Linked DNA regions of Zea mays: region 2 is linked to region 1. A link is a contact called in public Hi-C data. All regions are on one chromosome and are shown on one strand. The core of a region is the stretch at or near the end of the contact, and the rest is flanking DNA. Distances in the headings are between cores, read along the strand shown.

Region 1 (4,548 bases), core at 1,709-4,208:
TACAACAGCAGCAATATTCCGTCCATAAGGAAAAATCTTCAAGTCACGAGCCATACGAGACGTAAACATGTCTTCGCCAGCCGCGCGGGGGATCGGAACATTCTTTGGCCATTGACCCCCGGTAACCCTCAACGTTCACGCCGAAGACTCCCGGAGCTCTGTCCAAGACATCCTTCCCCCGAGGGCCGCACACGTCCCCATCAACTCCACAACAAAACTATCAGAGACCCCTAGTCCCCCACCGCAGTACCTATTTTCGTCTTCTTAGTGCCTGGGGCAACCTCCTGTGAAGGGCCTTCCTCAGTCACGGCCACTGGTTTCTTCCCGCGGCGGTCGACGGCCACGACAGCGTCGTCCCCAGGATAGCCACCGTACGGCAAAATGATTCAACTCGAAGACCTTGTTCAGGCGAACGTTGGATCCACGGATATCCCAACTCCGCAGAGCCTCAGTCCTCGACACATAACGCCCCACAATCCGCACAGCCCCGTCTTCCACTTCAACACGAATGCGGCTGGATCTCAGCCACGCAGATCCAACGCGAAGGCCGGACTTCGCACTAGCTGCTCGCCCAGGGAGGGCATCTGGCGAGGGCATACTTCGCCCAACGCCCAACCATGCGCCAAAGGCCACACTCCATAACCGACAAATTCCTCAACTAAATCGCGCCCGCTACTCATGCGGGCTGCACAACGAAGGGCCCCTTCATCACTATCATCCTCCGCCACCTCAAACAGCGGGAACGCCACATAGCAGTGCGAGCATATCACGGCCGCCGGAAGTCCTGGGAGGTCTTCGACCTTGCCTCCCGCCACATAAAACCAATAATCATACCAGTTGCCCCACTTGTTGCGGGCGCAGGGAACTAGCTCAACAACTTCCGCAGAAGTCTTCCCAGTCCTCGGCGTAAAGGTGCATGATCCAAACTGTGCAATCTTGCTTCCAACTTTTCTCTTCTGCCAGTGCAAACAATAATTCTTGGCGAAGACCTCTACGGAGGGCTGACCGCCATACGAAGTCACTGCCCAGACATACTTCGCCAGGGCCACCACGGCATTAGGTGTCAATTGATGGATCTGCACGTCATACCTCCGCAACACTTCCACCATAAAACGATGCGCAGGCAACCGAAGGCCGGCAGTGAAAAATGCCTCGAACACAACCATCTCACCCTCCAGCTCAGGAATCTCTTCTGCCCCCGGAACTCGTCCAACTCCGTTCCCAAAATACCCCAACTGCTGCATGTCTTGCACGCGAACCGAGGAGATCCTCGAAACGCCGAATTCCACCATGTGGCCCGGGTGTAGCTCCACCGCCGCCAAATCACTGAAGGTACCCTCAGACGACGATTTGCCCAACGGCGTATTCATAGCGGATGAAGAAGAAGACGACATGGCTACGTACCGTCGGCGGCGGCGCGCGGTCTGCTTGACGCGGGCCAGATCTCCGATGAACAGGAGCAAGGAGGGCAGGCGAGCGGGCGAACGGTTTCAAAATGCTAGGGTTTTGCGGCGCACAGAAAGGTAAGAGAGCCTGAGCCGCGCCGCCCCCCTTTTATACACAGAGCGCGACGCTTCGGGAAGCTCGCAGTCCAACAGTACCGCGTCCGTCAACGGTCATATCAAAACCCCCCGCGGAACCACTTCGAGTGAGGGCAGCGTCTCCACCATCTAGTGACGTCTTCGACACCAGATGACTCAGTCGAACTGGTCCCTCGGAGGGAAAATGTTGGGGCGAAGGCGAAGACGCTACCCTTCGCTCCAGGCCTTCGTCAACTCGCTGCACCGACAGAGGCAAGATGACCGGCACGGCCCACCCTTCGTCCTCTTCACTGCAAGACGAAGGCCTACGACGAAGTCTCTCCATCCCACGTCCTCACCCGACCTGGAGGCCCACGTGGGATTCGGCCCATTGTAACAGGCCCCGCATGGACAGGTGTGTTACGAGCCGGATTTGTAATAGCTTTTCTGTAATGACAGTCTGTAACCCTCCCTTATGGGAATATTCTGGGGATAATCCAGGTGTCTGAGGGCATAAGCGTCCTTACATCGGGATGTTGGGCGCTCGGGCACCTATAAATACCCCCGTACAGTGCCCTTGAGAGGCTAGATTAACAGAGCAATTGCCATCTCGAGTTAAACCTTACTTGCATCCTTTCCACTCCCCCGTTAGATCAACTTGCCCAGGAGAGCAAGTCCCAACACTTGGCAAACTCTTGGTTCTACTTGATATCGAGTTGGGCGCAGATAGTTAAGGGAAAGAAGTCGTATGGGTTAGGGAAGACCTCTGTCGGACTCGTATCTGCATTGGACTCAGTCGGTCGAGTTGTGCCAGGACAGGATTTGTCTAGAACGGTGTTGGAGTTGAGTTTGCTCTCGCCGACATGGTGCAGTATGGGTGGGAGGAAGGGGATGACAAGGGTTTCCCACTCGCCAGCCAACTGTGAGGGAGAACCGTGCATGAGTGAGTTCTGACACATAGGGCCAGACTGCCAATGTGTCACCGGGAGAGGACGCCGGCGCCGTTGTGCTAATTGGGCTGAAAGCTAGTGGGCCGAGTTCAGTCTTTGTTCCAATTCCTTTCTATTTTTTTTGCAGATTTAAATTCTAAAGGCTAAATTAATAAATCAAATCAAATTATAACCAAATAAATTGGGACTTAATTCACACAAAACAAATGCAATGGCATAAACGCATCACTTAAGTTTGAGCATATGATTTTATATATTTTAATTCTAGAAGATAATCAATATCTTTCCTATAAATTAATTAAAAGACATATAAATTAAAATAGTTTTTTTAGATTTAAAAATTAGGGTGTTATTACCCAATGCAGAATGCAGAGGTTCAATCGCTCGGATGTTTCCTGTTTATTGTCTCTAGCCCACTGGTGTGGGCCATGTGGCGGCCCAGCAAAAGGGAGAGGTCCGGTCGCGTCTGCCTTCATCGTGGCCTGGATCAGGACTCAGTATCCGTTCGATGGTTTATTCAGCCCGTTTGATCGGGGACCGCACGCACAGGCCGGAGCAGGATCCCGGGCGATTCCAGATCCCACCCGCCAGCCACACGATATTTGTCATTATTATCGCCCCGAATCCGCGGATAAGACCCAGCCAGCGCGGCCGGCCGCCGTCTTCCTGGTTTCCTTTCGCAATCGGCATGCACATCAGCACATGCACGCACCCCACCGTCCATGCCGATAAAGCAGCAGCGCCTTGCGGCAACCCACTGGGCCGTGGTGCTATAGTCCGAGATCCAATTGGAGCCACAGATTCCTGATCCGCTTGCTTGATTGCTCCTCGCCGAATAGTGACGCGACCGATGTTATTTTCTACTTCAAATGGTGTGAATGACGTGACCGGCGACGGCGACGGCGACCGGTCCATTTCATCCGTGTTTCCAGATATTTTCCAGACACACATTTACCCCCTTATATTTTCCAAACACGCCAAGCTTCTCACGGACCTCATCGTATGGTCCAAACCTCGCAACTAATAGTTAACAACTAAAATTAGTTAAGAGGTTTAGAATAAGTCCATCAATAGACCATGTAATTATTAACTACACCTCTCAAATATTTATTGGTTGTTAGTTGCTCTAACCTAGCTAAAACTAGATAGCAACTTACTAGCTGATCAATAATTAGCTCTAGAGGTTTAGAACATGATCTAAATATATGTTTGAGGGTTAACAAACTTGTACTCTCCTATAATAATAATAGATAATAAAGCAAGAGTTTGTATAAATAATTCTCTTGTCTTTTTTTATTTGTGCCGTGACAAAACGAGAACGAAGAATGAGTCTTCTATATATCTTTCTCGCGCCTTCGTTGCTGATGATAGGATTCGAGGTTCACATTTATGATCTACCATGATGTTATGGTCCAACAAGTCATTAACATGATCCTATTCAACATTGTTGCATATCTGATCTACATCAGCTCTCTATATCAAAGACGGCAGGTCGCCGGACCTTATCAAATTGTCCTATGTGACAGGTTATTCCTTCGTCCGTTGAATCAAAAAAGCATGGCATATCATTCTTGATCTACTTTAAACCCATAATTTAGTGGCAACGACTCCTATGCAAGCAGTCATTCTGTGCAAGCATGCAAGCAAACCATCTGATCCATTAGATCGTGATCTAATCGTGGGTCACATTTGACACTTAAACCCTTCCACCACCAGCTCAATAATCTTTATAAAAAAAACCCCTAACAAACCATGGTCGTATTTGTGGTTGGATCGTAATCTAATGGATCAGATGGTTTGCTTGCACGCTTGCACAGAAAGACTGCTTGTATAGCAGTCGTTGCCTAATTTAGTAGATATGTTTAATCTAGATTGAATTCTTACGGTTAGATATATACTGTAGATTAATTTTTTATGGTTAGATATGTTTAATCTAGATTGAATCAAAAAAGCATGGCATATCATGCAAGTTGTATTTGAAAATTCTATTGTCCGATGCATGTTGTAGATTAATTTTTATGGTTAGATGCATGTTGTACATTGATTTTTTATGGTGAGATGTATTGCATATTGATTTG
Region 2 (4,872 bases), core at 215-2,714, 360 kb before region 1:
AACAAAAAACTAATCTTCCCTAGCTAAAACTAGTTTATGGAAATAGAGGTGGTTCCAAACACCATTAACCAATTTTTTATAAACCAGTTTATGGAAACTAAATTCTTAAAAACTAGGTCGTTTCCAAACAGACCATGTTTGGAAGCGACCTAGTTTTTAAGAATCCAGTTTCTATCTCCCGTTTCTAGAAATTGGTTTATAAAAAAAACTGGTTGGTGGTCTTTGGAAGCACCTCAGCTTTCATAAACTGGTTTTAGCTAGGAGAGGCTAGCTTCTTGGTTTTAAGAAACTAGAAATCCGGTTTTTATAAACTGGGGCATAAACTGGTATATTTGGAACCACCTCAGTTTTCATAAACCAATTTTTAAAAAACTAGGTGCTTCCAAACAGGCCCTAATTAATCACAGACTAAAAGCAATATGTGAAAACATGTGGTATATCCAGTATTTGGAAACTCAAGACGGAAAAGTCAAGATTATTAATTCGTTTTGTTATGTCGTGTGATAACACAAAGAACCAGAAATCCAGAATACAAACCTGTCTCTGTTGCTCTGTCATAAATGAACCTGTCAGATCTCGCAAGATGCTCAAGATGTCATCAAAAGCAACCTTCCCGTTGCAGTCAGTATCATAAACCCTGAAAATAACTGGAGAAAATATAAAAAATCAGACAAAAAAGATTTGAAAGAATTTCCACACTACATATTGACAAATAATATAGAAGTTTAATAAAAATCTAATACCTACATTCAATCTTTTGCTGCAGGCTTGTGCGGGGGCTAAAAGCTGACAAAAATGCTACAAACTCCTTGAAGTTGAGCCCATCCAGCATCCTCAGGAGCCTCTGATATTAGAACAAAGCAACCTTCAATTGCAAATTATCAGGGAACAACACCTCCTTAAGCACACAATTCACATGCTCCAGCCAAAACCCTCAACGTAGCATGGTCTCTACGACTCTAGCCATTAGCATACTCCAAGGATGTTGTCGACAACAGAGGAGAGTGGTTAGTGGCGTGAGGCGAGTTTAGCGGTGGGTGGGGGCCGTACCTGGGAGAGGGGATTTACGGCGAACTCAGGGACCGACATGAACTCGTCAGCGGAGACGAAGCCACCACCGTTACGGTCGAGCTGGCAGAAGCGGTGGTACAGCGATACGATCTCCTGCTGCGAGACTAGCGCCGATAGCCGCGACGGCGAAGCACCAGATTAGATCAGACTAGACCAGATCAGGGGAGCGAATTAGGTGTCAGAGTTAGCGACTGACATGCGTGGTTACAATGGTCCTGGACCTCCTCGATATCGTATTGGGTGAGCATAGAGGAAGTGCTCCCCATCTCGGCCGGACCGCAGGCGGCGGCGGATATCGCCGGAGCAGGAAGAAGCGATGATTCTGGTCGGGACGGAGAGGACGAGGCGTGATGGAATTCCCAATCTGGACGTGACATAAGAAATTGAACCATTGGAGTTTTTGAACATGGGCCGATACCGTGACCCAAATCGATGTGCCATGGGCCGTATTATTCGAGAAAAGGTTTGAACGGGCTGCGTAATAAGGCCATATACATCATGGAGCGCTTAAACTGTCCGCAATTGTTCCCCTAAATTTATCTAATATTTCATTTTTCTCGTCAAGATTCCTTCCCTATATTCCTACCTCTTGTAATGGTTATAAAATTATTTTTTATCTCAACTACCATAGTTGTCGTCCTTCTTATTTTTCCTTTTAATTCAACAGAAACAAATATTTTGCTCCTTTTCGTGGCTACAAGTTGGTATGTAATTGTAATTTTTTTTAATGTTGTCAATAGGTTTCTATACAAAATAAATTAGTACTTTTGAGTATTGATAAAAAGAAGTTTTTGACATGAAGTAGGCCATGCACACGGAATACTTTGGTTTAGGGTTAGCCATGACAAATTTGATGGGTTTACAGTTTAGAATTGTGTACAAAAGAGTAGTTTTAATAATGAACTGAGACCTCTGCAAATAAGGTCGCCCCCTGTCAGCTACCATGATTAGTGCCAAAAACTCCTTCCCATAGATAGACAACTGCTTATTCTTCACTCCCAAATCTTTACTCAAAAAAGCTAATGGTCTATCCTCTTGCATCAAAATAGCTCATATCCCTTCATCGCATGCATCAGTTTCTACCACAAGACCCACATCAAACCGAGGCAAAGCAAGTACAAGGGTCTGAGTCATGGCTTGCTTCAAACTTACAAAGGCTTGTTGGGCTTCTTCAATCTAGTGTCATACTTTCTTGCCTTCGAGTAATCTGGTTAGAGGCTTTGCCAAAGTACCAAAATGCCTAACAAACTTCCTATAATATCCCATCAGGCACACCCCTCCCCAACTCTGTAACAAAGGTAGGGACTAGACATCTCCCCATTGCTTCTGTTTTAGAAGGGTCAGTAGCCAACCTTCCTTGGAAATAATGTGGCCCAAATATTGCAACTCTACCTTAGCAAAGGCACACTTCTTGAGATAAAACTGATGTTGCCTCAAAATGGTGAACACTCGCCTCAAATGGTGTAAATGGTCTTGAAATCTGGGACTATTCACCAAGATATCATCTATAAACACCATTATAAACTTTCTAAGGCATGGTTCCAAAATCGAGTTCATGGCACATTGAAAAGTTGCTGGGGCATTAGTAAGCCCAAAAGGCATTACTCGAAACTGGTAGTGCCCATGATGGGTTTTAAAAGCTGTTTTTAGTTCATCCTTCTCACCCAGCCTGATCTGATGGTACCCAGCTGTCATATCAGGGATAGAGAAATATTATGTTCATGCTAGCTCATCCAAGATTTAACCCACCAAAGTCATAGGAAATCAGTTCTTTATAGTCATGTCATTCAATTTTCGATAATCCACATAAAATTTCCAAGTCCCATCCTTATTTTGAACCAAAAGAACATGTAAGCCAAAAGGACTAACACTTGGAAGAATAAGTCTAGCTTGCAATAGCTCTGCCACTTGCCTTTCAATCTCGGTTTTATGCAAAGGAGAGTATCTGCAAAGTCTTGTATTAACTGGCACAGACCCTGGTAGCAAAGGTATATAATGATCAAATAATCTTGGAGGTGGTAGAGCAGCTGAAAGGGAAATAGGGTTAACCTTTTCCCACAATTAATTTTGGTGGTTGAATGCTCAACACAAATATATGGACTAACTAGTTTGCTCTAGAGTACATGTTCTACAGGTGCATAAAGGTTCAACACAAACCAATAAATATTCAAATTAGGGATCAAAATCAAAGGAGCAAAAGAAACCAAGTGTGTTGTGGTCTGGCGCACCGGACTATCCGGTGTGCCACCGGACAGTGTCCGGTGCACCAGGACCGTATTGTGTCCAACCAGCCACTCTCGGGTTTCCGCAGGCGCACTCCGCTATAATTCACCGGACTGTCCGGTGCACCAGCGGAGCAACGGCTAATTTGCGCAACGGTCGATTGCAAAAGCTGCTGACAGAGGAACAGTGCGTGCAGAGTCAGAGCCGCAGATTCAGAGGCGCACGGAACAGCGAACAAGACCTGTCCGGTGGCACCGGACTGTCCGGTGCCGCAAGGAGACAAAGCTCCAACGATCGACTTCACTCTGAACCCTAACGGTTGGGTGACGTGGCGGCGCATCGGACAGTGAACAGGATCTGTCCGGTGGCGCACCTGATTATCCGGTGCACCCATCGCTAGCAGCCTTCCCCAACGGCTTCTTGGTGGTTGAGGGCTATAAATAACCCCAACCACCACAACTCCAAGCATCCAAGTCTTCTGAAGTTTTCATTCAATACAAGAGCTAGTGCATTCACTCCTAGAGACAAATCAAAAGATCAAAGCCTCTCCAAGTCCCAAATTCATTCCAACAACCTAGTGACTTGAGAGAGAGTGTGTTCGTGTTCATTTGCGCTCTTGTTGTTTGGATCGCTTTCTTCCTTCCTCATTCTTGTTCCTAAGAGACTTGTAATCAAAGCAAGATACACCTAAGTGTGTGGTCGTCCTTGTGGGGTCTAAGTGACCCATTTGATTAAGGAGAAAGCTCACTCAGTCTAAGTGACCGTTTGAGAGAGGGAAAGGGTTGAAAGAGACCCGGTCTTTGTGACCACCTCAACGGGGATTAGGTTCTTTGGAACCGAACATTGGTAAAACAAATCACCGTGTTCATCTGCTTGTTTTCCATTTGATTTGTTTTCTCCTCTATCCCGGACTTGATTTAAGTTCTAACGCTAACTCCGGCTTGTAGTGTGTGTTTAAAGTTGTAAATTTCAGATTACGCCTATTCACCCCCCCTCTAGGCGACTTTCAATTGGTATTGGCTAACCCCCCTCTAACAACTCGAAGTGATGTTGGGAGATCACGCCAAGAGGGAGATCGTGACCGGAAACAAGCCCGCAAGCTCGGGGAGAACCCTTTCAAGGGAGTCCGGCCACAAGCATAAGGAGGAATCCTCTTCCTCCAACAAGACGCATCGGAAGGGTGACAAGAAGAAGAAGATGAAGAAGGTGGTCTACTACGAGACCGACTCTTCATCACCCTCCATGTCATGAAGCTCTGACTCGTATGTCGCCTATAAGCACCATGAGCGCAATAAGTATAGTAACATGCCACTTCACTATCCCCGTATTTCTAAGCGCGCTCCTTTACTTTCCGTTCCCTTAGGCAAACCACCATATTTTGATGGTGAAGATTATTGTATGTGGAGTGATAAAATGAGGCATCACCTAACCTCACTCCATGAAAGCATTTGGGATATAGTTGAATTTGGAGCGTAGGTACCATAGGTAGGGGATAAGGACTATGAATCGGACGAGGCCGCCCAAATTAGACACTTTAACTCCCAAGCCACGTCTATACTCCTCGCCTCCTTGTGTTGG

Evidence for each region. A called contact is a pair of places that touch in the nucleus more often than the background predicts.
Region 2: a contact with region 1 is called in a Hi-C map of tassel, with 3 times the contacts expected there. The contact joins the promoter of LOC100193443 here to the enhancer-like site in region 1. A contact is called at or near these places in 3 of 25 Hi-C or Micro-C datasets (ear, leaf and tassel).

The regions. Positions count from the first base shown.
Region 1 is chr4:62,484,636-62,489,183 of Zm-B73-REFERENCE-NAM-5.0, reverse strand. No RefSeq gene overlaps it. Among protein-coding and RNA genes, the nearest start is that of LOC103653306, 16 kb to the left of the region's middle. Within about 2 kb of position 2,958, at least 17 of the 20 cell types and tissues checked have an H3K27ac peak or open chromatin away from gene starts, as enhancers often do. A contact at or near this core is called in ear, leaf and tassel, where this site is marked.
Region 2 is chr4:62,838,488-62,843,359 of Zm-B73-REFERENCE-NAM-5.0, reverse strand. It overlaps LOC100193443 (calcineurin subunit B), which reads right to left and starts at 1,464. Exons shown (of 6, transcript NM_001138562.3): 1 at 1,268-1,464; 2 at 1,051-1,175; 3 at 748-844; 4 at 538-647. The coding sequence starts at 1,337.